2 separate regions of the Gossypium hirsutum genome follow, and region 2 is linked to region 1. The links are chromatin contacts, called in public Hi-C maps. All regions are on one chromosome and are shown on one strand. The core of a region is the stretch at or near the end of the contact, and the rest is flanking DNA. Distances in the headings are between cores, read along the strand shown.

Region 1 (6,261 bases), core at 1,799-4,298:
TGGTGCTGCTTCAGTACCTAGATCATGATCCAACACCAGAATTGAAAATAGAAACAAACTCCAAAGATATGCTTCGAACAAAACAGAATGAAAAGAAGCTTAATTATAAACCCGTCAGCAAAAAGAATTAGCAACTCATTACCTTCTCTGAAACTCGTCTTGAACCTACGAGGGACATGGCGCAGATACCTCATCCTACCGGTTCCAGTGGTCATTCTTCTGATTGCCTTCACACTCCAGTTATCTGAATCCCACAATAAAGCAATTCCCCTTAGATTTAAGGACTAACACCAAATTACAATCCAATCGTATCATATAAACACATAAAAACGCATGTTCATTCAAAGTACTTGAAGTATTACTACTGGTATAAGCACATTTCATATCACATTACAACTAACAAATCTATGGTTCAGGAAGAAAACACATTGATTCGAACTACAAGTCCATAATTTTATATAGAAACATCTTAAAATTTGAATCACACCATTTTTCCCACCATATTCAGGAAATTGAATTCTTATATGAATAAACGCATTCAAAGTGAAACCCAAATAGATATTCATGTCAAAGATATTAGCTTTGATATATAAGCACATAAAGAAAGAAACCCTACTAGTCAATCCGAGAAATCTAGTTGCAAATTAGACTTAGGAACAAAGTTAACAACAAAAACGAAAAACACGATAAACGATCTTGATAACAAAGAAAAAGCGGACGAGGCACTTACATGTCCTCTTACGAGCAACAGGGAAAGCATAGGCAGAACAACGGCTTTTCTAGAGATGGAAGCTACGGCGGCCACACCTAACGCAGAGAGTGTGGGTCTTGTTCTTCTTTAACCAAAACTCCCTGTTCCCTTTCCCTGCACATTACCACTTTCAAATATACAAGTAGATCAAGGGGTGGAAAAAGAGAAATAAAAGAGAAATAAATAGAGATAATCCATGAAGAAATAAAATGAAGAAAGTAAAAGAAATGAACGATCAGAACCGATGGCAAAACCGATGGAAGGGAAAAGAAATTACCTGGAAGGGAAACGTGGGAGACTCGGAAGCTTGATGAGGGCAAAAAATGGAAAAGAAAAGATGAAAAGCAAGCGGAATCCCTAATCCACGCTGTGGGTGTAATAGGCCAGTAACCGATTCGGGCTGTAATGTGATTACAGCAAACCAAACACCCATTTGGTTGTGGGCTCGCTGCATGCATTCCCCCAACCAAACGTCCCCTAAATGTTTGTCAGGTGATGCGACGTTCTCAAACTAACATAGCAACTTCTCGATAAATTTGTACCTACATATTTTAAATAACACGTGAGCTATAAAGTTATCTTAAAATTTTATTAACATTGAGCTCTTTAAAATATTCATCCAATTAAGTTCACTTAAGCCACATTTAATGGTTTTAACCCATTTATAAACACTTGTCAAGTTAGGGCTCAACTTTAGTCCTACTATTTATTATCAAATCCAAATATGCATACGTTTTCAGTTTGGTCGATCCCATTTTATGAACTTTTAAGTTTTAATTTCCCTTTCCCTTCTGTTAAATCAAACTTTATTTAATAATAAGTTTTGATATAATAAATTAAAATAATTTTAAAATAAAAAATAAAGTTTAACAAAATTAGTAAAATGATATTTAAATGAAATTTGAGAGATAAAATTTTGAATCTTATACTTTGAATTCTAAGAAAATTTTTAAATCAACTTTTAAATCAAGTTAAAATGATTTCAATCAAGTTAAAATTTTCCTAATCAGTTAAACTGTTTTTAAAACAAGTTAGAATAGCTTCAAACCAAAAAATATTGATATATTTTGGCCAAGTATAAATAGTTTCAAAAATATCGATACCTCCTTAAAAATCGGTACCAAATTGACATTTTGTTTCTCAACTAATTCAACTAAGTATCGATCCAGTGTCGATACTTTTTCATATGGTATCGATAAAAGTCCACTGGAATCGATATCTTTAGCTCCAATAGTCACTAAATTTTACATTAAATGCAAAAAATATCGATACGCCTCTTTAGCTAGTATCAATACTTGTAGTTGCAGATGAATTAAATACAATGGTTATTTCATCCCCAACGGCTCTATTCATATCTCCAACAACCACGACAGATAAATATTAATTAGAGGGTATAAATACCATCTTCCAAAGGTCCTACAACACAAGAGAAATTATCAAGCTTAAAGGTCAATAAAAAAATAACATTGTGCTTACAATTCTCAACAATTTTCTTTAAACACTTGTGAGCTTTCATTATTTTCATTCAGCTAAAATGTTTCTCTTTGTAATTGAGCTTAATTTACAAACATTCTGGTATTGTAAGAGTTATTTCTTTATTTGCTCATTTGTATTTTTTTAGAAAGGTTTGTATCTTAATGTTGGGATAAAAACCTTAATGAAGTTTGTAAAGTTAAACCTAGTCTTCAAAGTTTATCAAATTAGTGAATTTGAGAAAATTCTTAGTAGTGAAATGCTAAGATAGTGGAGTAGGCATCGATGATTGGAATTCAAGTCTATCTACAATATAAGAGTCCTAAAAGATTTAAACACGATAGAATCTTATCCCTTAGAATTACAAATATTCACCATGATAACTCTAGTTTTACTAGAGTGCTTAACTGGGCCACTAAAGCTTCAAGTAAATAGATTTATTCATGTAATTCACGAATTCAAGTCTGTTCATATGGGTCAATGAATCCTATTTAATCAATTTACCTCCATGAGACATTTGGTGTGCACTCGTCAGGTTTTGATCCGTGACCTATAACACTTGTATTAGGAGTCAGATTATGTTTTGTCCCCTTTGCACAAAAAATAAACAACTTAATTCAAGTATGTTAGATCAAATAACAATTTGTCCTTCTAATTAAAATTTCCATTTATTTCTATGAATAAAAATTGGCCACTATATATCAACATGAGGACACTTAACATGCCATTCGTAACAATCTAATTTTTACGCTAGCTAAACTAACTTTTTAAATGTTGAAGTGAATAATTTTTTTATCAGAAAAAATTACTACTGAAAAAAAAAGTATATGGATAAAATGCAATTTTATGTATATGGATAAAATGCAATTTTATTGTCTCTACTTTTCTCTACTGTACTTTGACAGAACATTTTGCTAAGCTTACAACTGAATAGCTTATCACTGAACCTCCCTTCAAGGTCTATCTTCTGCTTGGACTCCAATTCTCTTCCTTTTCCCTTGTCTCCAACTAAAAATCATAAATGAGATGCTGATAAGCCTCCAAACCCTCCATTTTACTCCCAAGAATGAAACCAACAAGGCTTGGAATTCAATAATCAAACACCAAACCAAGCTCAAAAATGACCATACAATTCTCTCTACATTTACCCATATGCAATCTCTGGGTTTAACACCCGATAAGGCCTCTTTGCCTTTGGTTTTAAAGGCCTGCCGGAAGCTCAATGCCATTGAAACTGGCAAGAGAATACACTCGAGTATTCGAGACACTAACTTGATCGAGGATGTTCGAGTTGGGACTGCCCTTATTGACTTTTACGGTAAGTGTGGTTTCCTTGAAGACGCGCGTAAGGTGTTCGATGAAATGAGTGAGAGGGATTTGGTCTCATGGAACGCAATGATATCAGGGTATGCGGGGTGTGAGGAATTTGAGGAGGTGGTTTTTTTGGTGATGACGATGCAAAGAGAGGGTTTTAGGCCGAATTCTCGTACATTGGTAGCGATGATTTTAGTGTGTGACAAGGTTGCGGAAGTGAGGTTAGGAAAGGCGATTCATGGTTATTGTTTGAGGAATGGGTTGTTTGATTTGGATGCTCATGTTGGTACTGCTTTGATTAGCTTTTACCTGAGTTTTTTTGATGTGAGGGCTTCTCATCTTGTGTTTGATTTGATGGCCATTCGGAATACAGTTTGCTGGAATGCTATGATTATGGGGTATTTTGATGTTGGAGAATCCTCGAAAGCTTTGAGACTTTTTGAGCAAATGCTCATGGATGGAGTCGAATTTGATTCTGTTACAGTGTTGGCTCTTATTCAGGCCTCCGCAGAATTTGGATCTCTTGAATTAGGTGATCAAATTCATCAAATGGCTATTAAGTGCAGTTATAGCAATGACCTGTTCATCGTAAATGCATTGATTAACATGTATGCAGAGATTGGATGTTTGAAGTCAGCATGTAAACTATTTGATGGTATTCCCACACGTGATGTTGCTCTTTGGAATTCTATGATATCTGCATATATTGACTACAGCTATCATGGGGAAGCCATTAGCTTGTTTATTAAAATGCGAACTGAAGGCAACAAGGAGGATGAGAGAACTACTGTTCTTATGCTTTCTTTATGTGCTGAGTCAGCTGATGCTTTAAGAAAAGGTAGAAGCTTACATGCACATGCATGCAAGACTGGGATGGGGATGGATATTAATATTGGGAATGCAATTTTAAATATGTATGCTGAACAAAATTGTATGGATTCTGTCAGAAAGGTTTTTGGTCAGATGAGTAATGTAGATGTAATCTCGTATAACACATTGATCCTAGTTCTGGCTCGGAACAAGTTGGGTATTGAGGCATGGGAAACCTTTGGTATAATGCGAGAATCTGATGTTAAACCTAACTCTTATACAATTATTTCAATCCTTGCTGCATGCAAAGATGAAACTTGTCTGAATATTGGGAGGTCACTCCATGGTTTTGTGATAAAGCAAGGGATAGAGGTGAATGCACCCCTGAAAACCGCATTAACAGATATGTATATTAACTGCGGTGATGAAACTACAGCTATGAATCTCTTCGAGAGTTCACACGGTAGAGATTTGATCTCATGGAATGCTTTGATTTCCACCTATGTTAAAAATAACCAAGCTCATGAAGCTTTTTTAGTATTTAGCCGCATGGTTTCTGAAGTGGAGCCCAACTCAGTTACAATAATAAATATCCTCTCGTCATGCACCCATCTTGCTCATTTGCCTCAGGGTCGTTGTTTGCATTCTTACATGATACGGAGGGAATCCTCTTTAGGTCGCAATTTGTCTCTTCAAAATGCTTTTATAACAATGTATGCAAGGTGTGGAAGCATGAGAAATGCTGAAAAAATCTTTGAAACCTTAACAAGGAGAAATATTATCTCGTGGAATGCTATCATAACGGGTTACGGAATGCACGGTCATGGTTATGATGCTATTCTTGCCTTCTCGCAAATGCTAGAGGATGGTTTCCAACCAAATGAAGTAACTTTCATATCTATTTTATCAGCTTGCAGCCATTCTGGTATGATAGAGGAAGGATTGCAGCTTTTTGATTCAATGGTTCATGATTTTAACATCACCCCTCAGCTTGCTCACTATGGATGTGTAGTTGATTTGCTTGGTCGTGCTGGCAGGTTAGACAAGGCTAGAGAGTTCATTGAATCAATGCCCATCAAACCAGATGCTTCAATCTGGAGATCTCTGCTTAGTGCTTATAGAGATCATTGTTACACTAAAGATGCCAAGGCCATTTTTGAAAAAGTTGTTGAATTGGATCCAAAGAACCCGGGAAATTATGTCTTGCTTTGTAATGTATATGCTGCTGCAGGTCTTTGGCCAGAGGTCAGCGAAATGAGAAGACATCTCAGAGCTAAGGGCTTAAGAAAGCCTCCTGGAATCAGTTGGATTGTTGTTAGAAGCCAGATTCACTCTTTTGCTGCTGGAGATAGATCACACCCAATGGCAGACAAAATCTATGCAAATTTGAATTCCTTGTTGCAGTCAATTAAGGAAATAGGATATGTTCCTGATCTTCGTTGGATATTGCACGATGATGAGTACATCTAAAGCCCGGCACAGTTCATGACTAGTAAAATTTGGCCTTAAAATGACCACGTTAAGAGAAATGAGAGGTGCAATGTTATCATCTATTGGACAAAGCATGGTGTTGATCATGAGCTTTGGTTGCTGATATTTTTGGGGATGATGACCTGGTTCTGTGTTTGTGTTGGACAATAGGTTTTGCTTCAATACGGATAATATCTAGATTTTCTCAAGACTAGATAGATATGTATCGGATGCGGGCATCAAACGTGGCTACTTCCAAGTAAAATAAATAGTTGATTACACCCATCACTGAGAAAAAGACTTTGACCTAGTGCTAATATCAAATTTGCATCCTATCAAATGAAGTACTTGCAAGATCCTGAAAGTCCATAAATCCTAGATGGAAATTGGCAGGAAGAGGTTATTGTTTCATGTCCACACAATGGAACTATTCACTTACTAAT
Region 2 (6,261 bases), core at 1,424-3,923, 160 kb before region 1:
TACACTTGCAGACACCACATTTTATTTATATATTTAATTATATTATTCTAAGCCCCGGTGAACGCACGTCGGGGCACGATCATCCCTTGACATCTATAGTTTGACATCTAATCCAATTGTAACACAAAATTCAGGACTAAACAAAATAGACATTCAAATTTTCAATGAAAGATTAGGATGTTCAAACAAGAAGGGCTACCAAAGAAAACGTCTTAAAGGCTCAATATAAGGTGCTAAGGATATACATACATCCAAGGTACAATTTAGCTCTCCTAATCCAAACAATGCATTAGTTCATTCCTCAACAATCCCAAATAACCTTAAACATCCATTGTAACATATTATACCTAACCCAATCACCAGGTCCAGGTACCAAGCATCATAATTAACCCGAACTACCTAACGAAATTTCTATCCGGTTATTTACAGACTTTGTCAATATTAAAATATCTTCATTCTTTACTGTTTGAAAAGGTAAATCTTTAAGCCTATTTCAACTCGACTTGTTCCTCATATGTGGATCCTTGGTTGATGATCGCTGGAATATTTTTTTTGTTGTGCCATGGGGTATACCGATGATCCAACAAATTATATATACAATATTATAACAATTTTATCTTTCAAAAATTTAAGTGCATTTTAAAGTTGTTTATATGTTTCAAATATTGTTTTATCAATAGTTTTAATTAATATGACATTTAAATAATAACAATTGTATAAAACATAAGAGCAACTCATGCATCGCACGAGATAGAAAACTAGTACATATGTTACAAGGTTCTAAATAAACAAGTGTTTTCACATTACAGTTTTTTTAACACGGGGCATTCCTTCTCTTAAATATTTATTTTCACTTTGAGTAAATTACTCTTTTTACTTTTTTCCTTTTAAAATTATATTAGATAATTTACTTAAACATAACTTAATTATTATTTGTATATTACAATTTACAAGACTCTTTTAAAATTAATCTTACTGTTATTATTTTTTATAATAAAATGCTTTTGTTTACTATTATTTATAATTATTTTTCATAAATTAATTTTCTTGTTAGTACAAAATTTAATAATAAAATATTGTCATATCTATTTACTGTAATCTTTTTAATATTATATTTCAAAGTAACTTTTTTCGAATTATTTTAACAATTGACATCTCTATTTATTGTAATCATTTTAGTATAATAATCCAAACTTCATAATAAAACCTATATTTTATATAATATTAATATGTATTATCAATTTGTTATTTTAAGATTAAATGTATATTACTTTTTTCTGTTTCTTTTTAAAAATAATTACATCAACAAATATTATTAGCCCGTGCATGGTACGGATATACAAATTTATCATATATTACAAGATTCAAAATAAGCAAGTGTGTTCACATTAGTGCTTTTTTTTACACATGTCACTCCTCATTTTAAGCATTTATTTTCACTTTGAGTAAATTATTTTTTTTTACTCGCTGCTTTTTAAATTATATTAGATAATTTACTTTAAACATAACTTAATTATTATAGGTATATTAAAATTTATTAGACTCTTTTTTAGATTAATCCTATTATTATTATTATTTTCTATAATAAATTTCTTTTTGTTACTATTAATTATAATTTTTTACATAAATTAATTTATTTGTTAGTACACAATTTTATAATAAAACATTTACATATATATTTATTATAATATTTTCAATATAATATTTCAAGTCCAAATACTATAGATATAGAATTTTTTACTTTTCTTTTCTTTTTGCATTTTAATACTATATCATAATAAATAAAATATAATAATAACAAACTTTTCTCACTAGATTCAATTTTTTTTACTCAATCAAATCATCATCTCTAATTTTATCCCATTATTAATGTGCTCACTATCATGTCAACTCTGAGTTATGATTTAAAATTTTTTCAAAATTATTTATTCAAATTTATATGAGGTGGATTTAATCTCAATTGATTAATTTCTTTAAAATTATATAAAATAATTACAATTACATTAATATATTCAAATGGATGTGGGATTACTGTTCTATACAAAATCTTTTTTCTTTTATATATAAAAAAATTTTTTTAGTAAAAAATGACTCGTTAAATCAATGACCGGGAGAAGAGTGCAGTTTGTTCATCATTCATTAAATAAATTATCATTACAAATCCAGTTATGTATCCAAATTAGTGGATTATGCCACCAAGTAGAAATATTCTCATCACTCAAAAAAATATAATGAACGAGTTGATTTTTTGATACCAAAATATGATTAAACTTAACAAATTCAAACTCAAAACTAAGAGAATTAATATATGAAATCAAAAGTTCCAAGCATACTATATGATCAACCTTTAGAACCTGTGTAACTCTCTTAACCATTGCACACCTAGAAGAATGAATTTAGCCTCCAGAAATGCTAAGAATTGAGCAAGTCTTGACTGCTAAAAAGTCCCCTACATCGCCATGTAGGACAGCCCCAAACCCAGCTTTCTCATTTAACCGATCAATGCACACACCAAAGTTTAATTTGACCATACTCGACTAAGGTTTGTACCACCTAGTTGAAGTGGAAACAACACCAAAATTAATTCCAGAAGAAGAAAATCCTTGCACCATATCATTTGCATGGTAAAATTAATTTAGGATGGATCAAATCTTCCAAAAAATGAGTACAATTCTAAAAGATTCCATATAGCCATGCGAAGCAAATTCACAACAATCTCCCTACAAGAAGCTGGTATTAAGTTGGTTAAAAAAAATCAAAGGCACCACAAACATAAGATCACTGCCAAAATAACATGAAACATCAATCTGAATACCAACCAAAATACGATATACCTACTTAGCTAGTAAAAAGTGATTAAAAGTTGGGAGATCACTCCGCTTGCCTTTGGAATGCACAATCGGTTTCATCCTGTGTCATCCCACTAGAACCCTTCTACCCTTGGATCTTCCTCTAAATTCCATCCTTACTGAAACTAAATGTAGCAGATTTTGATTTACCAAATTATACCAGTAAGCCTAAATAAACAAATATTTGATTGTCTCAAGCACCAATTATGTCCTCTGTTTCTCGTCCATGTCCAACATTAATTTGCATTCTTACTTATAGTAATAATAAAGCACTTTTATCCACATTAACATTCTAATAGAAGTATTTAACCGAATTTTATGAGGAATACCAGTTTACCAATATTTTTAATTTTTGAAGTGCAATCCTCCTCCTCCTTGTACCTCCATGCTACTTTCACCCCAGAATTTTTGTTAGTCTTATAAAAATAAAATGAAAAAATATTGAAGCAGAAGTATGGCGACGATAACAGCTACACAACACCACCACCATCCGACATCGCTAGAGGAAGTCCGTACGCTTTGGATAGGAGACCTCCAGTTTTGGGTCGACGAGTCTTACCTCAACTCTTGCTTTGCTCACACCGGCGAGGTTCCCCATTCTCTCCCTTCTTATATATTCGTAATCTTTCTCTATGTCTAGATCAGTCTGGGTTTTGTTCTGTTGGTTTTTTTGAATCTTTTTCTACAATTTTGAATCTTATATGAAGTTTTCTTATCTTCTTAACATTCTTTTGTTTTAGAGGAAAACCATAAATTGATATATTATTGGATCAAGAATCGAGTTCGATAACAATTCTATCAAATTATTGTAAAGTTACTCGTCAAATCAAGAAGCTAAAAGTTACCGTTTATGCCTCAAATTATAACTTGAAATTATTTTAATTGCACATCGCACTCGACGACAGGGGTTTTTTTCCTTTTTTTTTTTCAAAGCAATGTGATAACTGAATAATGATTTTAGTGTGTGAAAGCAATTTGGCTGCTACTGCAAAACCTAGGGGCCAATAGAGGTTTGTAATAACCTATAGCTTAATCAACCTGACTTGCTTTCTGCACCAGTATTTTGGATGAGCACAAAGAAAGTGTTTGGTTAAGAATCTAAGCAGTACTCGGTGGATCAGGCTTGTTGAATTGATATTGATTAGAAGATAGGATGTTCTATCCTTTATTTTATCTTGTCATGTTGCTTAAACCTCCCTTTTTATACATACCCATTGTTGATGTAAGCAATTATAAAACTTGTGGAAACTCTGGAACTTTTTGAGCATTGGTTACAGAAGCTCGCAATAATTTGGTTAAAGTTAAAGGTCAAGTAGCATCAGATGTTATCATTTGACAAAGTTTCATACTGTATTTGTTGCCTTCTTTTAACTCGATCATTGAGGTCTTTTAGTAGATGCTGGATTTGAGATGAACTATTATTTCCATTCTCTGCAGCTAGTCTCCATAAAAATTATTCGCAACAAGATCACTGGCCAGCCTGAGGGATATGGGTTTGTGGAGTTTGTTTCTCATCAAGCAGCTGAAAGGATACTGCAGACTTACAATGGTACAACAATGCCTGGAACTGATCAAATGTTTAGGTTAAATTGGGCATCATTTGGCATTGGAGAAAGACGTACTGATCCAGGGCTGGAGCATTCTATTTTTGTTGGGGATTTGGCACCCGATGTTACAGATTATCTATTGCAAGAAACCTTTCGAGCTCACTATCCATCTGTTAGAGGTGCCAAGGTTGTGACTGATCCAAATACTGGACGCTCAAAGGGTTATGGGTTTGTTAAATTTGCTGATGAGATGGAGAGAAATCGTGCTATGACTGAGATGAACGGTGTCTATTGCTCAACTAGAGCTATGCGAATTAGTGCAGCAACACCAAAGAAGACCACTGCTGGTTTTCAGCAGCAATATGCGGTTGCAAAAGGTCAGTCTTTTCCTTAAATTTGTTTGAGAAAAACCATTTCCAGATTTATTTACTTTCTTACTTGCTTCCAAAATCATGTTATCCTTCTGTGTTGTCCATTTCCATCACAGGGTTGTCCTCACATTTATGGTGCTAGCATTAGTGCCATTTTGAATAGAAAGGTTCATCATGCATGGTGAAAAAGAGGCACCACTTGATAAATTTACTACTGATTTTTATTTTATTTTTACTTTTTTTGGTGGTTTGGTGAACCTTCCATTAAAGAGTGACAAATGAAAGGCTTTCATGAAAGTTCTTGTAGAATCAATAATGAAGGTATCATATTGTACAAGTCAAATCATGAATTTTAATTGCATCCAATCTCCAAAAAGTTCCAATTATTTCAAACTTTCCATTTTTGAAACATAATATTTGTATAATCCTTGTGAACAAGATTGAACCTTATTCCATGGTATTTACATGCAATTCCACTTTTTTATTCTTAAGCATGTCCTCAAGCAGGGCTAGTTGATCCATGATTTATGTTTCATCTTTCATTGCCTACTTGTTTGTTTTGAAAAATATATCGATCAATTGCTTTTTTTCTGATTGAGATGTATGAATCCATGAATCAAATCTTATTCCACGATATTTACATGAGATTCCACTTTTTTGTTCTTAAGCAAGTTCCCAAGCTGGCTTAGTTGATCCGTGATGTATGTTTCATCTTTCTTTGCCTTTTTTTTTTTGTTTCGAAAAATATTCAATTCCAATTCTTTTCAACTGACTCTTTACTAATTGAGATGTATGGATCCATGAAGCTATATCTATATAGATCTTGTTAATTCTCCCCATCTGTGTTTGCTGTCCTATGAGTCTTTTCCATGTTGTGTACGGCATTGCCACTCCTTTTGGTAGCTTCCACTAACATAGAACTGAATTTGAATGCCATATTTTGATCTAGATGTTTTTGGTATGCCCTTAATAATCAATGAAATAAATATATTTTATATGCTTTGAAGATCATGTCCTTTTTTTGCTACTTTCAAAATATTACTATCCAACTATATATGTAATATATATCCCAAATATGTTTATGAATAAAACAAGTCATGCTACAATTCTTTCTTTTCATGGCAATTTAGATTTATTGAATTATTTTACCTTTTTTGTTAGTTTAGTTGAGATGTGAACATGATGAATATCACCATGTATGCTTGTTTGGGGTGGGTGGGCTAAGGAATTGAGTATTTGTGCCAATATCTTTATGTACATTGGTCTTTGATACTTTAGCTGTATTGGATATTAGGCACATGATGTAAAATACACTTAACCATGGTTTTTATGCAGCTGTATATCCAGTTCCAGCTTATACAACTCCTGTGCAGGTGCTCCCACCAGATAACGATAATACTAATACCACAGTAAGTGAGGTATACTCAAGTTATTTTAGAAATTATCTCTTCTCTTTGACTTACTATCCTATTTTATGAAGATTTTTGTTGGCAA

The links. A called contact is a pair of places that touch in the nucleus more often than the background predicts.
Region 2: a contact with region 1 is called in a Hi-C map of leaf, with 1.9 times the contacts expected there. The contact joins the promoter of LOC107954279 here to the promoter of LOC107954287 in region 1. A contact is called at or near these places in 3 of 34 Hi-C or Micro-C datasets (anther and leaf).

What each region holds. Positions count from the first base shown.
Region 1 is chrD07:19,484,666-19,490,926 of Gossypium_hirsutum_v2.1, reverse strand. LOC107954287 (pentatricopeptide repeat-containing protein At4g39530) reads left to right here and starts at 3,048. Exons shown (of 1, transcript XM_016889802.2): 1 at 3,048-6,261. The coding sequence starts at 3,251. The coding sequence ends at 5,818. LOC107954288 (zinc finger CCCH domain-containing protein 56) reads right to left here. Exons shown (of 4, transcript XR_005915674.1): 4 at 6,195-6,261. It overlaps LOC121219078 (a long non-coding RNA gene), which reads right to left and starts at 1,232. Exons shown (of 5, transcript XR_005915675.1): 1 at 731-1,232; 2 at 143-244; 3 at 1-17.
Region 2 is chrD07:19,648,167-19,654,427 of Gossypium_hirsutum_v2.1, reverse strand. LOC107954279 (polyadenylate-binding protein RBP47B') reads left to right here and starts at 2,673. Exons shown (of 8, transcript XM_016889786.2): 1 at 2,673-3,438; 2 at 4,287-4,773; 3 at 6,103-6,176; 4 at 6,248-6,261. The coding sequence starts at 3,304.